Linked DNA regions of Sus scrofa: region 1 is linked to region 2. Evidence: chromatin contacts called from public Hi-C data. All regions are on one chromosome and are shown on one strand. The core of a region is the stretch at or near the end of the contact, and the rest is flanking DNA. Distances in the headings are between cores, read along the strand shown.

The links. Hi-C and Micro-C count contacts between places; a contact is called where the count stands out from the background.
Region 1: a contact with region 2 is called in a Hi-C map of liver, with 10 times the contacts expected there. A contact is called at or near these places in 2 of 5 promoter capture datasets (fetal skeletal muscle and liver) and 2 of 47 Hi-C or Micro-C datasets (embryonic fibroblasts and liver).

Annotation. Positions count from the first base shown.
Region 1 is chr5:66,441,800-66,446,455 of Sscrofa11.1, reverse strand. It overlaps PARP11 (poly [ADP-ribose] polymerase 11), which reads right to left and starts at 2,973. Exons shown (of 9, transcript XM_003126559.5): 1 at 2,725-2,973.
Region 2 is chr5:65,895,120-65,899,707 of Sscrofa11.1, reverse strand. It overlaps RAD51AP1 (RAD51-associated protein 1), which reads left to right and starts at 2,498. Exons shown (of 9, transcript XM_001926380.4): 1 at 2,498-2,668. The coding sequence starts at 2,652. It overlaps C5H12orf4 (chromosome 5 open reading frame, human C12orf4), which reads right to left and starts at 2,183. Exons shown (of 14, transcript NM_001243413.1): 1 at 2,118-2,183.

The DNA.
Region 1 (4,656 bases), core at 1,724-4,223, 550 kb before region 2:
CCCAACTCCCTAAACTGGGGACATTAGTCCAGGGCTACCTCCCCTGGTGGGTGGAGAACCATCAGCGTTCACACTGGAACTGAGTGTCCACTGCTCTGCCAGTCTGGTCTGTCAGCGGGGACCTTGTGCTGACCTCAAGGTGCCTAGCCAGAGAAAGGCTTGGGGAGAGTCAGCACTAACCTCATGACTGTCTTGAAAAATAAAACGAAATGGTGCCCTGAGATAAAGTTTATTTATAGCTCCTTGGTTATCTTGTTCTGGGTCTTTCCCCCTAAGGAAATGCTGCAAGTGCAGCGGTGTCTTTCCACATCAAGCCATGTCACAGAAACTTTTCACATGGAAGGGGCAGGCAGCTGCTTCTGAGCATGACCAGGGCCAAAGTCAGAGGAGTATTTCCTCAAAATACTTGTGACTGGAACACAGTACCAAACAGAAGCCATATGTGCAATAGGAGGTGTACTTGCAGATTACAGGTGGCAGCTCAAGGTTATGGATGCTACCAAAAAAACACACGAAGAACTTAGGCAGAAGTCTTCCATTAATGAGGTTCGCTATGGCCTTCCTCCTCAAAGCGGAATTTATCATATCACTCAACGGAAAGCAATGGTCAACAGTCATTTCAATTGGTGGGTAATACAAGAGTCATCTGTATTTATCTTTAGGATGCATGGTGGGCTTTTTTTTTTTTTTTTTTTAATCTTCCCAACTGTGCTTGGCTTAGGGAAACATTAAAATTAATTCTCATTCCACCAGCACGGCTGAAGAGATTATCCAGATGCCTCTTCTATTAAAAGAAACTAACAAATTACAAGAGGAAGCTCACGTGCAGAATGTCGACTGTGTTTCAAAAAAACAGAAACTGTCCTTATTGACAGCATTCATACCTTCACAGGAAGAATAACAGTATCAGTAAGAAAGAAGACACAATAGCATTAAGACATAGTAGAGGAGCTTAATAAGGGCCAAAGAAGAATGTGGGATTGTAGGTGGAAGGTTCACCCCTAAAGAAAGACAGCCTGCTCCATGGAAATCAAGCAAAATCATTAGGGGGATGGCAGAGAAAACTCAGCATTCCCTCCAAAGAAATGAGATAACTGCTATAACAAACCAAATATACAAGAGACTCATTAATGCTCTTATCATCCTTACAAGCACACAAGTGATCCAACAGCCAATGCAGACATAAGGTGATGGAGGAGAGGACTGAATAACAGGAGCAAAAGCCTCTCTCTAGTACTGATGCAATCACCTCTGTTAATTCAACGGATATTGACTGAGCACCTACTACATGCCAGGCTCTGTTCCCGAGTCTGAGGACACTGTAGTAAACAAAACAGACAAAAATGCCTGCCCACGTGGAGCTTATACTCTAGTGAAGTATTTAAGATATGTGACACTGGGCAAGACATGTCCTTGGGATGATGAAAGGGCTTGTTATGGAGAAATCAGAAAGAGAAGCACTGCCAATAAAAAGTGAATACACACACAAACACATATACACACATATACATACATATAATAATACAAAATGAAATTTACTAATGAAACTGATAGTGAAACTGAATATATAATCAGAGAGCACACTGTCACAATTTGAAATTATTTTTGCCAAAATCAAGCGCCAGTAGTTCCTTTCCTCTGATGTGGCTTTATATTAGAGGATTATATGTATGAACCAAAAAAAAAAAGTCTTAGTGACCACCACTGTTACACAGTGGCCTGGGATGGAACCAGCATATGTAACCAAAAAATCCAGACCAACAGACTAGTTTCTACTGGATAAAAACTTAAAAACAGAAGAGAATTTACTGATAAATCAATTTATCTGGAAATATATTCCAGGAATGGGGGGGGGGGAAGTGCTGATTACATCAAATGAGTTACTGCAAATAAGAAAACAAGGTTATTCAAGTAAATTTAGGAAGTTTTCTCAGTACATGGGGTAGTGGCACATGTTAAAGCTAACAATTTGCTGATATGTGATTCTGCCATCTTTCCACTGAATTCAAAGGCGTAAATAGCGTCCATTTGCCCTCTTACTAGGCGATTTCACCTCTAACAGGTTAATGGAATACTCTTGGCAAAGGAATTCCACTCTTTGCAGGCTGCATATGAAATAAATGAATGTATAAAAGCAAGGTAAACAAAAACAAGCGCAGGCACAATGCAAATACCGGAGGAAGACACAAGACTTGCAGTTGAAACATTCCAGGTCATCAGTTCTGTCCAGTGGAAAAAAAAAAATCTAAGAACCTCACCATCTAGAGACTTAGAACTCACACTCGGCCCACCTCAGTTTTCAATGGCTAGCCCCCGAGGAGGGAAAAGGAGCCAGCCCTGGCGGTTCCTCTGAGGCCCACTCAGGGCCCAGAGGGGCTAGTTCCCTCGCTTTAGATTGGGTTTGGGGGGTAGCTGGTGGGAACACCTGAGGCTAAGGAAGAGAAACAGGTTCAAAGGCAAAGTTGAAAAAGACGGTGGAGTGACGAGGGCGGAGAAACCGCAGCGAGTCAAAATCAATCACTGGGACAGAGCAGCCGCACGGCGCTGGGGACCCACCGGGCCGTCTCCACTGCCCGAGCCGCCAGGGCCGGGTTCTTCTCGCCCGGAAATTCAACAGCCGGCCGGCGCGGCCGTCGGGGTAGCGGGGGCAGTTCCCGGGAACCCCTCCCGCCCTCTCCCGTCAACCCCGCCCATCGGCCCGCCCAGTCCCGCCCGGCTACTCACCGGATTCGCTTCCCACATAACGGTGGCGAAATCGAGCGGAGAGAGCCTGGGGGAAGGGGCTGGCCACGGGGCCGGGGTGCTGGGTTTTTCCTGAGGGTCCCCGGGAGCGAAGGGACGGAGGGGCAACCTCCACACAGGCCTCCGTCTCCCTCTCCCTGTCACAAGCCGGCGTCTTCGGATCCCCTAACCTCTCGACTTCCGGCCAGAGCCTGCTAACCGGGGCCGGTCCCGCCCCGCCCCCGGAAGCTCACCCCGCCCCTGCCGCTCCCTTCCGGCCTGGAGCGAAGTGGGCGGGGCTTGCGAGGGTCTGGGGTTGTGGGCGGAGCTAAAGGGCTTCAGTCCAACCACAGTCCAGGGCTGCAATCCGCCTGCCATCTCCAAGTGATTCCCAAGCATCCCAGGCTGTAATTCTTCGATATTTCTTGATCACCGTATAGTGGGTGTAGCGGTAAGAGGCAGAGAGGTCTGGGAATGAGTAGCCTGTGGGACAGGCTTCACGATCTGTTTGCTCGTGCTCTGCAGGAGACGATAATAGGGTGTTGTGAAATCATTGGAGAAAGCTAGCACAGTATTTGGCATACAGTAAAAGCTCAATGAGTGGAGATTATTTGCCAGATACTGTGCTAGGCTCTGGAATGAACAAGAGTGACCCGTATGCAGTCCTCATGGAGCTTAGAGTCTAGAGGAAAAAAAATAAGAAGTAATTTAGATAACAGGATGCAAGGGTTCCCTGGTGACATAGCAGTTAAGGGTTCAGCGTTGTCATGACTATGGCTCAGGTTCCATCCCTGGCCCGGGAACTTGCACATGCTGCTTCTGTGGCCAAAAATAACCCCCCAAACAAAACAAAAAAACAAGAATTCAAGCAAAAAGGTACAGGATGGTTTATAGGTAATATGGCAAGTACAGGGTTCTTTGAGAGCATGCTTACCTAGGTAGCACAGAGGGCTGCCTCCCCCCCCCCCCCCCCCCGGTTCCCCCATCCCAAGTTTCAAGCTAAAACGTCTTGGCTGTCCTCCTATTGAACTTATCTGAGTAAAGAGAGCTAGCTACAAGAGGGGAAGAATTTCCTAGGCAAAGAAGTACCATCTACCCATGAGAAATTAAAAAGAGCTAGTTTAAGATCCTTCTTAGCTTTTCTATACCTCCACACATTAAAAAAAAAAAATTTTATTTGATCAAAGAATACCTGCATTTTTAGAGCCTGATTTTTTCACTTACTGTGATATAGATATCCTTCATGCCAAAAAAGTATAATAAATCTATTTCAAAGTAGTGGGGAAAGGATGGATTATTCAATAAGCAACTGGTTAGTCATTTGGCAAAAAGTAAAGTGGAAAAAAAAAAGGTAAAGATCCCTATCTCGATCCATTTACCAGAATAAATTTAGTGATTGTAAATTTATACACTATTCTTGAGTGTAGTTTGGCAATATGAAACAAAATTTCAAATTTCCATTTCTAGGAACTAATGTCAAGGAGGCAAATGGGACAACTGCACAGAAAATGTCTATACAAGAATATTTATTGCTACTTTTTTGGAATGGTGAAAAAATTGAAAACTACTTAAATATCTATCACAATGGATTATTTCAAATGCATATGTGTGTAACATTCATACAAGCTATGGAATGCTATGTGCATTTATCTTGTAGCCTACCACACTGAAAAGGTCTTCTTAGTTTTAAAAGCTTGTCAGCTGACCTCTCTGAATTTCTGTTAACAATCACATTACCCACAGTAATGCATTTTTCACTCTTCCTATTGCATTGGCCAAAACTTCAGAAAATATTTGAAAAACACTGGATAAGAAAATGGGCATTTGGTACGACAAGAATTTGCTCTTAGTCGGTGCTAGGTAGTCTTCAAACACACTATCATCTTTAAAGAGATTTCTTTCTATTTCTATTTTACTATAAGCTTTTAATTGTCA
Region 2 (4,588 bases), core at 1,249-3,748:
TGTGTGTGTTCATAATATAATTTTATTTTTTAATTATTTCCCCAATACAATTTTTTCCTACTGTACAGCATGGTGACCCAGTTACACACACATGTACACATTCTATTTTCTCACATTATCATGCTCCATGATAAGTGACTAGACATAGTTCCCAGCGCTACAGAGCGGGATCTCATTGCTAATCCATTCCAAAGGTAATAGCTTGCATCTATTAACCCTAAACTCCCAATCCACCCCGCTCCCTCCCCCCAACCTCCTGGCAACCACAAGTCTATTCTCCAAGTCCATGATTTTCTTTTCTGTGGAAAGGTTCATTTGTGCCGTATATTAGATTACATATATAAGTGATATCATACAGTACTTGTCTTTCTCTTTCTGACTTACTTCACAGAACTAGAACAAACAATCCCAAAATTTATATGGAACCACAAAAGACCCAGAATCACCAAAGCAATTCTGAGGAACAAAAACCAAGCAGGAAGCATAAATCTCCCAAACTTCAGGCAACATTACAAAGCCACAGTCATCAAGGCAGTGTGGTACTGGTATCAAAACAGACATACAAACCAGTGGAACAGAATAGAGAACCCAGAAAGAAACCCAGACACCTATGGTCAGTTAATCTTTGACAAAGGAGGCAAGAACATTAAATGGGAAAAAGACAGTCTATTCAGCAAGCATTGCTGGGAAACCTGGACAGCTGCATGTAAAGCAATGAAACTAGAACACACCCTCACGGCTTGCACAAAAATAAACTCAAAATGGCTGAAAGACTTAAATATAAGACAAGACACCATCAAACTCCTGGAAGATAACATAGGCAAAACATTCTCTGACATCAACCTTATGAATATTTTCTCAGGTTAGTTTCCCAAAGCAACAGAAATAAAAGCAAAAATAAACCAATGGGGGAGTTCCCGTGGTGGCGCAGTGGTTAACGAATCTGACTGGGAACCATGAGGTTGCAGGTTCGATCCCTGCCCTTGCTCAGTGGGTTAACAATCTGGCGTTGCCGTGAGCTGTGGTGTAGGTCGCAAACGCGTTTCGGATCCTGTGCTGCTGTGGCTCTGGCGTAGGCCCCTAGCCTGGGAACCTTCATATGTTGCAGGAGCGGCCCAAGAAATGGCAAAAAGACAAAATAAATAAATAAAATAAACCAATGGGACCTAATCAAACTGACAAGCTTTTGCACAGCAAAGGAAACCAAAAAGAAAACAAAAAGACAATTTATATAGTAATCTTTTAAAAATGCCTACCAGAACATGTTGCTCATCTGCTTTAAATCCGTCTATGACTCTCCATTGCTGTTAGGATACAATTCAAACTCCTTAACGTAGTTTACTCTGCCTCTGCTTATACTCCAGACTCTTCTTTCAGCACCTGCACCTCCTCTTCGCAACACAAATTCAGACTTTACTTTTCAACCTATACTGAAAATTTTTCAATACCGAACCTCTCTTGCCACTCCCTACCTTTCAGAACGCTTTTCCTATGCCTAGGGCACTCTTACTGCTCTTTTTCCCATGCCACGTCTCAGCATGGATAGGCCCCAGAAAGCCTTTTAACTTGTAGGACCGTCATTAGGCTTAACCAAATAATAAATACGAAGCATCTGACAAACATAAGATGACAAATAACTAGAAGCTAGTAAAAGTAATAAATAATAATAGAAAGAAGCTGTAAGAATATATCAGAGAAAAAACCCGAGCTGCTAACTGAATACACATGATGCAGGCAAAGGAACATCTTGCACGGAATTGAAGACTACGGAAATAACGGGTTTATAGTCTAATCTTGTTTAGGGTCAATATTTTCAGTAAACAAAAACCATTAATTATGGTTTCAACTGGTGCAACCTTTAGGCTTACTATGTTTCAACAAATTAATACTTTAGTTCCCTCTCCCCGATTTGTTATTATTAACAGAGCTGAAATCAAATGTGAGAAGGGCCGGACCAAACTCACTCCGCCAATTGAGTGGAGGTTCTGAGGTTTAAATAAGCCAGGAAAGGGAGGGCAGACTGTCTCGGCGAGAAGCCCCAGCCGAGGGAGGGGAACAGCCCCCCTGTTAAAGGGTTTCGGTTTTAAGTGCCTTCCTCGCTCCCGCCGCGGGCTCACCTCTCCCAGTCCTACAGGCCCCAGCGGTCCTCTCACTTCTCGCTGTCAATGAGCCTTGGCGCAGAATTGGTCAGCTGACTACAGCCTGATTTTTCACAGCTGGAAGATCCGTTTCAGCAGATTCGTTTAATCTTTTCCTCTTTCCTGGCATCCCATGGAAAATTTATGGCTCTATATGTCCTGTCGTTCCATACTGCCCTTAATGTAATAATTTAAAAAGTGTAGGAAGGTGTATTTCTACTGTTATTTTACACTTGAGGGACGACGCTGAAGCCACTGTTGTGACGAAAGTGCAGTGGCGAAACAAGAACTCGACTCTGGTGAACCGGATGCGGAAAGGCGGTGCCTCGGGAGGGCGTGAACTAACGCGCGCTTTTCAGAGCGCATGCGCGGCAACCGGGATGGCCGGTGAGGATTGGAGGGCTGACGGCCGGGCGGAGCGCTGTGGATTTGGTTTTAGGCGGGAATTGGAACTGCAGCGGCAGATGCCAGCAGGAGTCTAAGAAGTGCATATTTCCTACCTTGGAGGAGACCATGGTGCGGCCTGCGAGGTGAGTAGTTCGTGGTATCCGGGCGGGATGGGGTGGAAGGGCGGGAGGTCGCTGCAGGCCGCGTCTGCTGCACAGGATGGAGGAGTAGGCCAGAGGACCAGGATAGCGATGGCGGGGCGGGGTGGACAGTCACTGGGAGACGCGCCAGCCCCCAGTGAGAGCCTCCCACTCCTCTGAAGGGCCCTATCATCCTGGCTGTTTCCGTCTCTTGCCTCCCTCGGCAGTTACTGCCCTTTCTTTTATCCATCTCGTTCAAATAAGACCTGCTTACATTGCTCTGCGTTTCACCGAGCTCCTGCTTATGTGTTACTTCATTTATTCATCTCTATACTTCTTTGATATAGAAAGTTTAGGTCTCCCCATTTTATCATTTTTACGCTAGGCATAAAAGCCAGGTTACCTGAGTCACAGAGCTAGTAAGTCAGTTGGCGCCGGCTCCTCTGCGTTTTCCATTAAATGTACTCTTTGAAACTGTTCCTCTCCTTAACCACAGTCGAGTGCCATGGCGACTTAGGGTCGGCTATTCATTTAGTAGTTTTGGATGTATTTACTTCTGTACTGTGCTAGGTGCTGGAGGTTGCATTCTAGTCAAGGGATGAGTTTAGGGGACTGAAAATAAACATCACAACGTGAGACAGAGTGAGAAGGAAGAAAGCCCTACTTCAATTAGTTAAAATTCTGTTGAAATGTGGCTAATTTATAATGTTTTGTTTCTGATGTACAGCAAAATGATTCAGTTATATATATGTATATGATATGTATCTCATATATTTGTTTTTATGTTCTTTACTATAGTTTATTATGGAATGTTGAATATAGTTCCCTGTGCAGTAGGACCTTGTTGTTTATCCATTCTATATATAATAGTTTGCATCTGTTAATCCCTAACTCCTTATTTATCTCTTCCCCACCTCCTTTCCCCTTTGGTAACAATAAACTTGTTTTCTATGTCTGAGTCTGCTTCTGTCTTGTAAATACATTCATTTGTGTCATATTTTAGATTTCACATATAAGTGATAGGACAAATATGTCTTTCTCTTTCTGATCTGCTTCATTCAATATGACAATCTCCAGGTCCATCCATGTTGCTGAAAATAACATTTCATATTTTTTATGGCTGAGTACTATTCCATTGTGTGTATATACCACATCTTCTTCAATCATTTGTTTTTTTTTTGTTTTTTGTTTTTTTGTCTTTTTGTCTTTTTTGTTGTTGTTGTTGTTGTTGCTATTTCTTGGGCCGCTCCCGTGGCATATGGAGGTTCCCAGGCTAGGGGTCCAATCGGAGCTGTAGCCACCAGCCTACGCCAGAGCCACAGCAACGCAGGATCCGAGCCGCGTCTGCAACCTGCACCACAGCTCACGGCAACGCCAGATCATTAACCCACTGAGCAAGGGCAGGGACCGAACCCGCAACCTCATGGTTCCTAGTCGTATTTGTTAACCACTGTGCCACTACGGGAACTCCTTCAATCATTTGTTGATGGACATTTAGGTTGCTTCCATGTCTTGGCTATTGTAAATAGTGCTGTTATGAATATTGGGATGCATGTATCTTTTAGAATTAGTTTTTTTCCAAAGATAGGCCCAGGACTAGGGTTGTAGGATCATACAGTAGTTCTGTATTTAGTTTTGTGAGGAACCTCCATGCTATTTTCCATAATGGCTGCACCAACTTACAATTTGCATTCCCACCAAGAGTGTAGGAAGGTTCCCTTTTCTCCAGACCCTCTTCAGCATTTATTATTTGTAGACTTTATTGTGTGTGTGTGTCTTTTTGCCATTTCTTGGGCTGCTCCTGCGGCATATAGAGATTCCCAGGCTAGGGGTCGAATCGGAGCTGTAGCCGCCGGCCTACGCCAGAGCCACAGCAACGCGGGATCCGAGCCACGTCTGCGACCTACACCACAGCTCACGGCA